Linked DNA regions of Muntiacus reevesi: region 1 is linked to region 2. Evidence: chromatin contacts called from public Hi-C data. All regions are on one chromosome and are shown on one strand. The core of a region is the stretch at or near the end of the contact, and the rest is flanking DNA. Distances in the headings are between cores, read along the strand shown. Region 1 holds the start of PHF8 (PHD finger protein 8). Region 2 holds the start of FAM120C (family with sequence similarity 120 member C).

The links. A called contact is a pair of places that touch in the nucleus more often than the background predicts.
Region 1: a contact with region 2 is called in a Hi-C map of muscle, with 7 times the contacts expected there. The contact joins the promoter of PHF8 here to the promoter of FAM120C in region 2. A contact is called at or near these places in 2 of 3 Hi-C or Micro-C datasets (blood and muscle).

The regions. Positions count from the first base shown.
Region 1 is chrX:49,745,942-49,751,356 of mMunRee1.1, reverse strand. It overlaps PHF8 (PHD finger protein 8), which reads right to left and starts at 2,976. Exons shown (of 22, transcript XM_065915390.1): 1 at 2,564-2,976; 2 at 1,163-1,352. The coding sequence starts at 1,260. LOC136154929 (U6 spliceosomal RNA) reads left to right here and starts at 5,232; the gene lies at 5,232-5,334.
Region 2 is chrX:49,565,909-49,571,311 of mMunRee1.1, reverse strand. It overlaps FAM120C (family with sequence similarity 120 member C), which reads right to left and starts at 3,250. Exons shown (of 17, transcript XM_065914937.1): 1 at 2,455-3,250. The coding sequence starts at 3,162.

The sequences.
Region 1 (5,415 bases), core at 1,727-4,226, 180 kb before region 2:
TAACAGGAACACCTCCTTTGGAAAGTGTACGTGTGGTCAGTCACTAAGTCATGTCTGACTCTTTTCGACCCCATGGACTGTAGCCTGCCAGGTTCCTCTGTCCATAGGATTTTCCAGGCAAGAATACTGGAGTGGGTTACCATTTCCTCCTCCAGGGTATCTTCCTGACCCACGGACTGAATCCGCGTCTCTTGTGTCTCCTGCATTGGCAGGTCACTAGAGCCCCTGTGAAGCCTCCCTTTGAAAACGACTGATAACAACTGAAAATTCTAGAACCTAACAACATGCAACAGCAGGAGGGCGCCATACACTGTTTTGTTGTACTCCAATGTACAAATTCTCTCATGGTTTTCTTTCCAGAGCTGGGACATAAGTCCCAATAATGGGATAATATTACAGGTTTATTCCACACTCTAACCTTTCTGGAATCCTGGGTGACAGGTGCTTATGTGCACACATGGTTACCTGGAGGGAATTCATTAGTGGTTTTACTCCTACTGTTTTACCCAATATCTCCTCTGCCTAATTCAATTTACCTGGATGGTTCTGCAGCTAATACTGTAGAAATAAAATACTACTGCATTTCTGCCTCCATTTACTAGGTGCATGCAAAAATGCTTTAAATAAAGAGGAAGGATGTATTAGATATATTTTATCTAATAGATAAAGAAAACACTCTGTCTGCCTGAAGACAAAGAGGCTCAGAGAAGCAAAGCAACTTGCCCAAGGTCACTCTGATAGTAAGCTGAAAAACCACAACTCAAATCCATGTTTGTTGGACTCAAATATCTCAAATATGCAGTACAGTCTCTCCCAAAGTCAGCCTCTGAGGAAAAACAAAATTACCAGAATACAAAGATGATATATTCCTTGTAACTGAAATGAAAGTATTTTTCTAAGAAAAAAAAATAGAAGAAGGATTCAAAGTAGAAATATATATAGGAAAAGAAAAAAGAGGAGAAACCAAATGTCAATGTTAAGCTAGGCCATAATCTACAAGGAGGGATGTAAGAACCTGTGTCTGGGGGTGGGTTGGACCTAACTATCCCGGAGAGAAGGGAAATTAAGTTTCTGAGGAGGAACCTGAACCAGAGTTGAGAAAGGAGCAAGCCTGTGAGCACCTGGCCACTGCACCCTGTCCAGGGTGCCCTGCCCTCCTTACCTGCCATGAAACCAGTCCTGGCACATGTCACACTCGATCATGAAGCGGGTCACATCGTAAGGCAGCCGACAGAGGCAATACACTGGTACTGAAGCCATCTTCACCAGGCCTTGGAGCGTTCTGCAGTGGGCCAGGTTCTTAGCTTCAAAAGGAGCAGGAGGCGGCAGCACGCGTCCCCTCTGGACCAAGCCTGGGCACAAACGACACTTTTACAGAGTGAATCAGGTCCCCCAGGGTACCAACCCTCAGCTCTCAAATGGACAGTTACCGCTGCCGCTGGGATGCAACACAGCTGGTTGGAGCTATAGGGGGCAACTAGAGAAAGTCCACGGGCCGCTTAAACAAATAAAGAACAGCGCTCTGCTCTCGAGGCTTTATTTCCCCTCCTTACCTCCTTCAGCCCCCTGGGTCAGTGATAACTTCTTTCCGGATTTCAGGGAAAGATCTGACGCCTTTTCAGGAAGCTCCTTTAATCTCTAACTGCACCCTCTCCTTGTTAGCAACGCTGCTTCCCAGGGCTCTCTTTATTATGACGCAAACGACAGCCTAGAGGATGAGGCTGGGGGTATCTTAGAAAAAGCCCCTTCTCTCAATCCAAAAATAGAGGCAACAAGAGAAAGAATAGGGATCCCTGGAAGTCCTAAGATTACTCGAGTATTACCTCGATGCCTACAGCCTACAGGAACGAGGCAGACAAGAATAGGCGCCCAACTAAAATCACAGTTCTGGGGTCGTGTTCCGAGAGTTTTAAATGATCTGCTCCTTCACTTTCAAACTTATTCCATCCACGACCAGACGGGAGTCTCATCACCCCAACAACTGAAATAAATCTCAACCTCAAAACTGATCAGCTCACTCACTACTTCAAAGCTGACAGGCTTCTGTTGCACCCCAGAAACTCAAATAGTTCGCTTCAAAACCCCTGAAACTGACTAGAATTTCCTCACACTCCGCAACCAAGTGAGGATTTTCCTCCCACAGCTCTGAAATTGGCAGACATCTCCTCACAGCCCCCCTCAAACTGACCAAGATTCCTCTGCCCCCTTAAAACTGACAGGTGATCTCACCACAGATCCCAAAGTGACAGGAATATCCTTCCAGCCCCCGAAACTTAGGAGAATCTCCTCACGCCTCCCAAATTGACAGGAACCTCCTCCTGCCCCAAACCTGAAAGAACGTCTTCGGTCCCGAACCCTACAGGGACCTCCTCATCCGTAAAGCTGCAGAGAGTCCTCAAGCCCGCGCAGCTCAGTCCTACCGAACTGCCGCCGGCCAGGCTCGCTCCGGAGCGCCTCAGCGTCTAGATCAGCGGGAGGCTCGGCCGGCAGTTCCGGCCCCACAGGCTGCGCGCGCCGAATTGTGGGATCGTCACGGCAACGCGGCGAACCTCGCGAGCCTTACCCTCGAACCACCCGCTGGGTCTCGCTGGTCGCCCCGCGGTGCTTCAGGGCAGCTTTCTCCACAGCTCTGCCTCGGGCCCGGCCGTTAGGGCCTACTGGAGCCCTCGGCTCGGGCCTAGTCCGGCGGCCGCCCAATGAACGGGCTAGCGGCGGCGTCGCTGGGCTGGCAGGAGATCGCTGCGAGCAAACCAACGAAGAAAGAGACGAACCGGCGGCCGGGTTGGAGAAAAGCAGTCCGGAAAGTCGCTGGGAGATGCTCAGTGGCGGTGTTAGGCAATTCGTAGTAGTCAATAAAGTTTATTCAAAACAACGAGGAAGTTGGGGCGGAGAGAGCAGGAGAAACACGGGGTAAACAGCTACCATGTTGAGAGTGGCGGCACCGCCGTGGGGAGGCGGCCCAACCGCCATCTTATGAGGTCCGGACTCGCGAGGTAACCTCAGCAGAGGCGGGCCCCGGCTCCCGCGTGACGCCACGAGGGGCGGAGCGTCACCTTGGGAAGCAGGGCGGGGCTCGGCCACCTTTGGACCCGCTGGACTCCCCAGGTACCCAGTCGACGCCAAGGACCCGGAACCAAGAGGCGGAGGGGCCGCCATCTTAGGCGAGGCAGGCACTTGGCTCCATTTTGAGTGGGGCCAGAGCCTTCCCTGCCTTCCCCCTCCTCCGGGCACGCAGGGAGTTAAGCACCCACCACCAACACAGACACTGAGACACACACATACTCTTGTTATCTCTCTTCTCACTCCTCCCCAGCTTTTCCTTATGAGAAGGGGTGAACTCTATGACTGTGCGCCGCAAACTTAATAGGTGGCGGCAGCGTGGGGGAGGGGGGGGTGGGCGAGTACTCACAGAGGCTCCTGTTCACTGAGCACCTTCGGCAGGTCGGCCTGTTTCACAGGGTCTCCAGGTCTTTAATCTTCACCCTGCAAGAGAAGCTATCATCCCCGAGTGAAGACACGGGCTTAGGGAAGCCAAGTTGCTTGAGTTTCAGAGCCAGAAAGTTGAACCTTGCACTCTACTACCCCCGGGGTCCTGCCCTCAGTCCCTCCATAGAGCCTCTGTCAACTCCCCAGTTCCCTCTGAAATCTCTCTTCTTTGGTGTTCCCCAACCCTCTCTGGGCTTCCCTGGTGGCTCAGCTGGTAAAGAATCCGCCTGCAGCATGGGAGACTTGGGTTCAGTCCCTCAGTTGGGAAGATCCCCTGGAAAAGGGAAACGCTATGCACTCCAGTATTCTGGCCTGGAGAATTCCGTGGACTGTATAGTCCATGGGGTCACAAAGAGTCAGACCGGAAGGAGCAACTTTCACTTTCACAGCCACACCACCCCCCTAGTTCAGTTCAGATACAATTGAAGGGTTTCCATATACCTGTCCCATGATTTTCTTACTATAGCCTGAGGATGGAGTAGAATAGGTTGAGGGGATGGAACTCCACACACATGCTTCAGGGTGGCGCTGGTTTTCTCAGACGGTCTAGAAAATTCTCTAAGAATCCACTTACTATTTCATTTTCTTAATGGGTCCCACTGCTTTAGAAAAGAAAACACGTGTGTGCACACTGATTTCCTAAGTGATGAGGGGGTTTGGCCCTGGGGATAGAATGATGAAAAAGAGGTACACTGCAGTGGGAAATTGCCAGCCAGCGCAGGAGACAAGGCTGCAGGTAAATGGTTGGAATACAGCATCCAATAAGTACACAGATACCTCTTGCAAAATGTAGAATGAGGCTAAGAAAGTGCCTCAGAAGCTGCTTGATGATGTCAAGGAAGATTTCAGAGAGACTTGGAGTGTATATAAAAGTTCACTAAATTAATAAGAACATTGTATGTAAAAGGATTATGATGTATAAATGGGATTCCCAGGTAGCTCAGTGATAAAGAATCTGCCTGCTAATGCAGGAGATATAGGAGATGTAGGTTTGATCCCTAGGTGGGGAAGATCCCCTGGAGAAGGGAATGGCAACCCACTCTAGTATTCTTGCTTGGAAAATCCCATGGACAGAGCCTGGTGGGCTATATAGTCCATGGGGGCTGCAAAGAGTCAAACACCACTGAGTGCGTGCACATGCACAGACACACACATACACACACACACACAAGCAAACATTATGTACAAATGCATGGATACACATGGAAAAACATTTACAAAAAAGTTGACTTAAATTTTATGCTGTAAGCAATAAGAAATCACTATAGTTTTTGAGCAGAAGCAACAGGGTCACATTTGTTGCTTAGGCAGAGGACAATCCAGGTTTAGTGGGACCTGAAGCTTATACAGTTTGTGAGGTTCATTTCATTAGGAAAAGAATATAGACTTGCAAATGCAAAATTACATTAAAAGGTAAAGTTTTTCTAGAAGTCATTCTTACACCTGGGTAATAACTATAAATGGAAAAGCCACAAACATATAGATGTCCCCACTAAACCCAAACTAAATTTATCCCACAAATCAACTTCTACTTAGCTGAATCTCAAAAATGTCTGAGGCACCAACACCACCTACAAGGAAAATGTGACCAGGAAAACTCATAGTAGAAAGGGACAGCAATTTTAGCCAATTGTAGTTTAATTACACTTTGTAAACTTTGTAAAACATATAACCACAAAACCATATGGCAGGTGACAAACCCTGCAGCTAAGCTTTATTAACTTCACACGAAGGCAGAAGGATGTTTGCTTAAGCAGCACATATATTAAGATTGAAAGACACTGAGAAGATTAAGCATGGTCCCTGTATGAGTATGACATACAAATTTATGAAGGATTCCATAATAAATGGCAGAAAAGGGGGAAAGCAGAGAGGAGGCAGTTGGAATAGTCATGAAAAAAAGATGAAGCCTGAATCAGAATAGTTGCA
Region 2 (5,403 bases), core at 2,001-4,500:
CAATCCATCTGCCCAATCCAAGATATATTTTTTATGAACTGCTGGGATTTTAAAAGTCAGGCTATGTGTAATGAAGAATCTTAGTAGGTCATTTTAGGGTTGCCTCTCAATTTTTGCTGATGATGTGCATGAACAAAAAAGTTGGAAAACCACAAACCCACAGTGTTCAACTACCCCGCCAACCTCTAATCAAAATCTATTCAGAGCTCAAAGGTCATTTTATGTCTCCACATCTGTGTCCACTCTCTGAACCCTTTCCAGACCTCTTCAAGGCTCAGTACCAATCTGTGAAACCTCCCTCAATTTTCACACTTTCAACCAGAATTAACCAATACTCCCTACAGGGACCATATTTTTCAATCATGAGCAATTAGTTCACAGTATCTGCAACTTTGTTTTCAGCTTGTCTCGTTTACTAAAATCTGACCTTCTTGAGAGTAGTGATCCCCTTACTTCACTCTGAATCCTCAGCAATCAACATATTACCTAGCCTATAGGTACTCAATGAATAATAACAAACAGCCCCAAACCTGTCTTTACCCAGAAGCCAGAGAAGATTTTAGTTCAATATGCAAATAATTTAATCTGACTGGCACTTTAGAAGGCTTCATCTTAGAGCACTCTTGCTAAGAGCATGAGCTTTGGAGCCAGATCACCTGGGCACGTATCCTAGCTCTGCCATTTATTGCCAGGTGACTATGGGCAAGTTTCTAAACTTCCTGTGCCTCAGTTCCCTAATTTGAAAACGGATAATACTGTTTCACAGGTTATTGTCAGGATCAAATGAGATAATTTTCATTTGATAAAGCACCCAGATTAGCAGCTGGCACACAGTGAGTATTCCATCAACCTTAGTCACTGTTGACAGCAACCAAGTTAATAATGACAATGAGGTAAAAAGTCCTTAAAAGTGGAGTGGTAGCAGTGAAAACAAAGTGTAAGGAATGGCCATGAATGGACGAACTACTGAAAAAATGCCCAGTCAGGAAGGCAAGCAAATGGAGTCCGATATATATATTTCTCCCACTTTGTATTGAGATAGCTCGTGACTGAATTTTTTTAAAAAATTATTAAAAACAGCTATAATCTATCCAGCCTAGGCACAAATTAGATGCTGAGCACAAGAAGTCTAGCATGACTGAACTCTAGACACAAGTTGTATGACCACTGCAAGTTTCTTTATGTGGGTCTTTCAATCTCTTAGCTGAGATTTTCTCCTCCTCATTACTCCAGCACCATTTCCTTAGTTTATGATTCCAGTTCCATGTCGTTTTCTGACTGTGTGCACATCCCCAAGAGCCTTGGTTGGGGAATAGGTTTGTAGTTCCGTCCAACTCAATCCTGTACTATTTTTTTTTTTTTCTTCCTGCCCACCTCCTTTAATTCTCAAGCCTTGCTATTCCCTACACGTAGGAACTTGAAACCTAAGAGTATGGGAAAGCAACAAAGCAACAGCAGTTGTGCCAAGAACTGGGGATGCTGCCAAGCTGTTCTCCAGGCCCCATATGCAGTGACCCCATGCAGAGATTAGACTGGCCCCCATAGGGCCGCACATACTTGATATTCCCATTTGCTTCTGCTTGCTTTTCTTCTCTCCTTTAAAGAAGCCTCTTCCCAAGCATGTAAGTAATTCAAATCCAATTCATTCTTTAAGACCCAGGTGAGGTCCAACTTCAAGGAAGCCTCCTCTGAGCATTTTAGCCCAGATATAGCCCCCCAACACACATACACCATAACAAGTACTATACTTACAATCTTTACCATAAAGCGTAACCACATAACACATTTATACCATTGAATAAATGTTTCATGTGTATATTTTGATTTTCCAAGGGCAGGAACCATGTCTCACATGTCTTCTAAACCCCTTCCTCTTAGTGGGTTAACACTTGTTGAAAAGTGAACTAGTTGGCTTGTCTGTTTGTTTGTTTAGGTTAAGGAAGGATGAGATAAAAATAGGTTGAAATGAAAATGGTTGAATGGACAGATGGGTGCAAAAGAAGCAATGGTTCAAAATTCGGGGAAAAGTTGTAGAAGAAAGGTGTTCAATTAACATGTTTAACTGATCTGCTGCAAGTTTGGAAAGAGACTAACAGAAGAAGGATGTCAACTGCAAAATTTGAAAAGGGCAGCTTGAGGCAGAAAACAGCAGGAGAAAGATGGAGCTACAAAAGACATTCTGCTAAAACCTAGAGACAGGCCAATTGGGTAAAGGGGGTTATTGGGATGACATGGGTAGAGAGATGTGGTTAATGTAGGTGAGCGAATTGGTAGAGGGTGGTATGAAGGGTTGGGTAGATGGATAAAATGGTCAAGGGTATTTAAGCAAGTGGGTTAGCCGACTGGGCGGTGAGTGGGTAGATGGGAGAAAAGGTAAGTGGGTGGGTGGTTAGGTGTTTAGTTGAGAGGGAATAGGTGTGGGGCGAGTTATTTGAGATCCGGCCCCTCCCTCACCTTGACCCGGAAGCGGATGAGTGCTAGCCTCACGCAGTGGCTCAGGCAGGCCGGTGGCAGGAACCAGGCCCGAGGAGGAGGGGTGCCCTTGTTGCCCACGTGTCCCACGATCAGTTGCGCTGTCTGCCGCTCGGCCTGGCACCGACGGCCCCACTCAGCCAGCCGGTCCTTGCCCAGGCCCCCGGGGAACATGACCACCAGCTCCAGGCCGTCGCCGCCGGGATAGGCACAAGCCTGACAGAGCGCTGACAAGTAGCCCAGCATGGCGTTCCATTGGCCGCCACACACCCAATCCGTCTGGTAGCCGCCATAAAGCCGCGGCAGCGCTGAGCCCGCGTCCACAAGCACCCGGGCCCCGGGTAGCGGAGGGGGCGGCGGCGGTGGCGGCGGCGGCGGCGGCGGGTGCAGGCCGGGGTGCGCCTGGCCGTGATGGTGGAAGTGGTGAGCGGGGTGATGGTGCCGAGTCGGCCCCGCGCCCCCGGAGTAGGCACCCAAGGCGGCGGGCGGGAATGGCGGTTGCTGAGGTGCGGAGCCCCTGGCGGCGCGTGGAGCCCCGGGCGCTAGGGCTGCCGTAGGCGGCAGCTGGCGATGCTGGTGCTGCTGCTGTTGCTGGCGCGAGACCGTGCGCGCGAGTTTGAGGAGGTCCACTGGCACCACGGCCCCGGGACAGCGCTTCTCCAGGAACTCTTGGAAGCCCTGGACGCCCATGCTTCGTCGGTGGGCAGATGAGACGGCGGCTGCGCGAGCAGGCTAGGCGCTGATCTGGGCGCGAAGCTGGGGGCGGGCGCGTGCGCACTCCGCGGGGGGCGAGGGGGCGGGGAAAGGATTCCCGAGGGGAGGGGTGAGCTAGAGAGGGAACGAGGGCAGGGTGAAGAGGAGACAGCTGACTGGATTTGGGAGGAGAGAAGGGGTGAGGCCGACCGGAGTCTGGAGAGGCTGGGAGGATAAAACCGATGACGTGCTGTAGTCACTTCTTTTTTATCCCTCTCCCGCCGCTCTTCACCGCTTCAGGAGGGGTAAAGCCTTTTCCTGCCACCTCCGGGAGCCATATTGTCTCTTCTCTGTGGTACACGCTTTCTAGCTGGAGGCGGGGGTGGTGGAGTAGCGGGGGCGGGGCAGGGAAGCGGGGCAACCTGGGAGTTGTATTCTCTTCAAAGGCTTCGGGATAAATAGTTGGAACTAAATTATCCTTTTCTACCCTTGTATTCACTAGGTATCAAGGGGCGGGGCGTGATAAGCGTTTAGGATTTGCACTCTTAACTCTACATCCACCGAGTTTCTTCAGGTTGTTTATCGCCTTTCCCAGGAAAAGGAGTTTGGGGGTAGTGATGCATCATGGGAAAGGAAGTAAAGTGGATTATTTTAATTCAGCTTAAGTATTATAAGATTCCCAAGGAGAAAGAATTTTCCTTTGGGGGGAGGGAATAACGGGGGTAGCACATTATTGAAAAAGACACATATGAAAGGTAAAAATGATAACCACCACCATTTCTGTGAGGCCTTGATGCTGGGAAAGATTGAAGGCAGGAGAAGGGGAGGACAGAGGATGAGATGGTTGGATGGCATCACCAACTTCAATGGAAATGAATTTGAGCAAACTCTGGGAAATAGTAAAAGGGAAGCCTGGCGTGCTGCAGTCCATGGGGTTGCAAAGAGTCAGACATGACTGAGCCACTGGATAACAATAATAATATAATCTTAGGTTGTAAAATAACCTTAGTTCTGTAATAATCCACATAACTTTTAGCTAAGATAATTCTTTGAGGAAGAGTTTTTTGGCCCCAGTTTACGAATAGTGAGATTTACATTATTTATTTGCCCAAGGTAATGCAGAGACAAAGTGAAATAGGATATCCAATGTACTCGGGATCTCTTTGTTTAGGGATATAAGCATCAACACAAATTAAACTACAAGTTGTACCTTTCTGGTACTCTTTGAGCTACAATGTCATATAGTTAGGACATTTATTTGCAACCACTATGAATCAATTTGTTGGGGAGCTCTTGAGAAAATAGCAGTAAGGGCTCCAATTCCAGACATAATTGTAAGGAAGGGGGACTCCATCCAGGGTCTGAGAGTGAACTCTTGTTTAACACTTGGAAATGAATTGTCTGAGGAGACATGTGCTGACAGAGCAAGAGGCTTTATCGGGAAACGGCACCCGAGCAGAGAATAATAGGGTAAGGGAACCCAGGAGAAGTGCTCTGCCATGTGGCTCGCAGTCTGGGAGTTTATGGTGATGGGATTAGTTTTCAGTTTGTCTCTGGCCAATCATTCTGACTCTGGGCTCTTACTGGTGGTGTGTGAATTGCTCAGCCAAGATGGAGTCCAATGAGGATTCTGGGAGGTTGGTAGGACATATGGACTGGCATCTTCTCTTTTTGACCTTTCCTGAATTCTCCTGGTTGGTGGTAGCTTGTTAGTTCCATGGTCCTTACCAGGATCTCCTGTTGTTAAGATAACTCATGCAAGTGGCTACTATCTTGCCTGGCCAGGGCAGGCGGTTTCAGTTTTTACCCTAACAGTACAGAATCATCTTTTGAAAAATCTATTTTCAGCATTCTCCTTGGTTGGTTATGATATTGTGCCAGTCTTCTGGATGACTGGCTTTTACAGCCCACTGTTTCAGTAGGAGGAGGGTATCAAAGAAGATTCATTCTGTTCTGTGAGTAGTAGTCATATCTGGCTTGGAACTTAATAGAAGGCAGGAAATAAAAGCAGACTAAATAAGAACACAAAAGTGCAGAACCCAAGAGTAGTCCAGGTGAAATGAAGTCTGAGAATAGTGTGCATGCATGCTATGTTGCTTCAGTTGTGATTGACTCTTTGTGACCCTATGGACTGTAGCCTGCCAGGCTCCTTTGTCCATGGGATTCTCCAGGCAAGAATACTGGAGTGGGTTCCTGTGCCCACCTTCAGGAGATCTTCCCGACCCAGGGATGGAACTC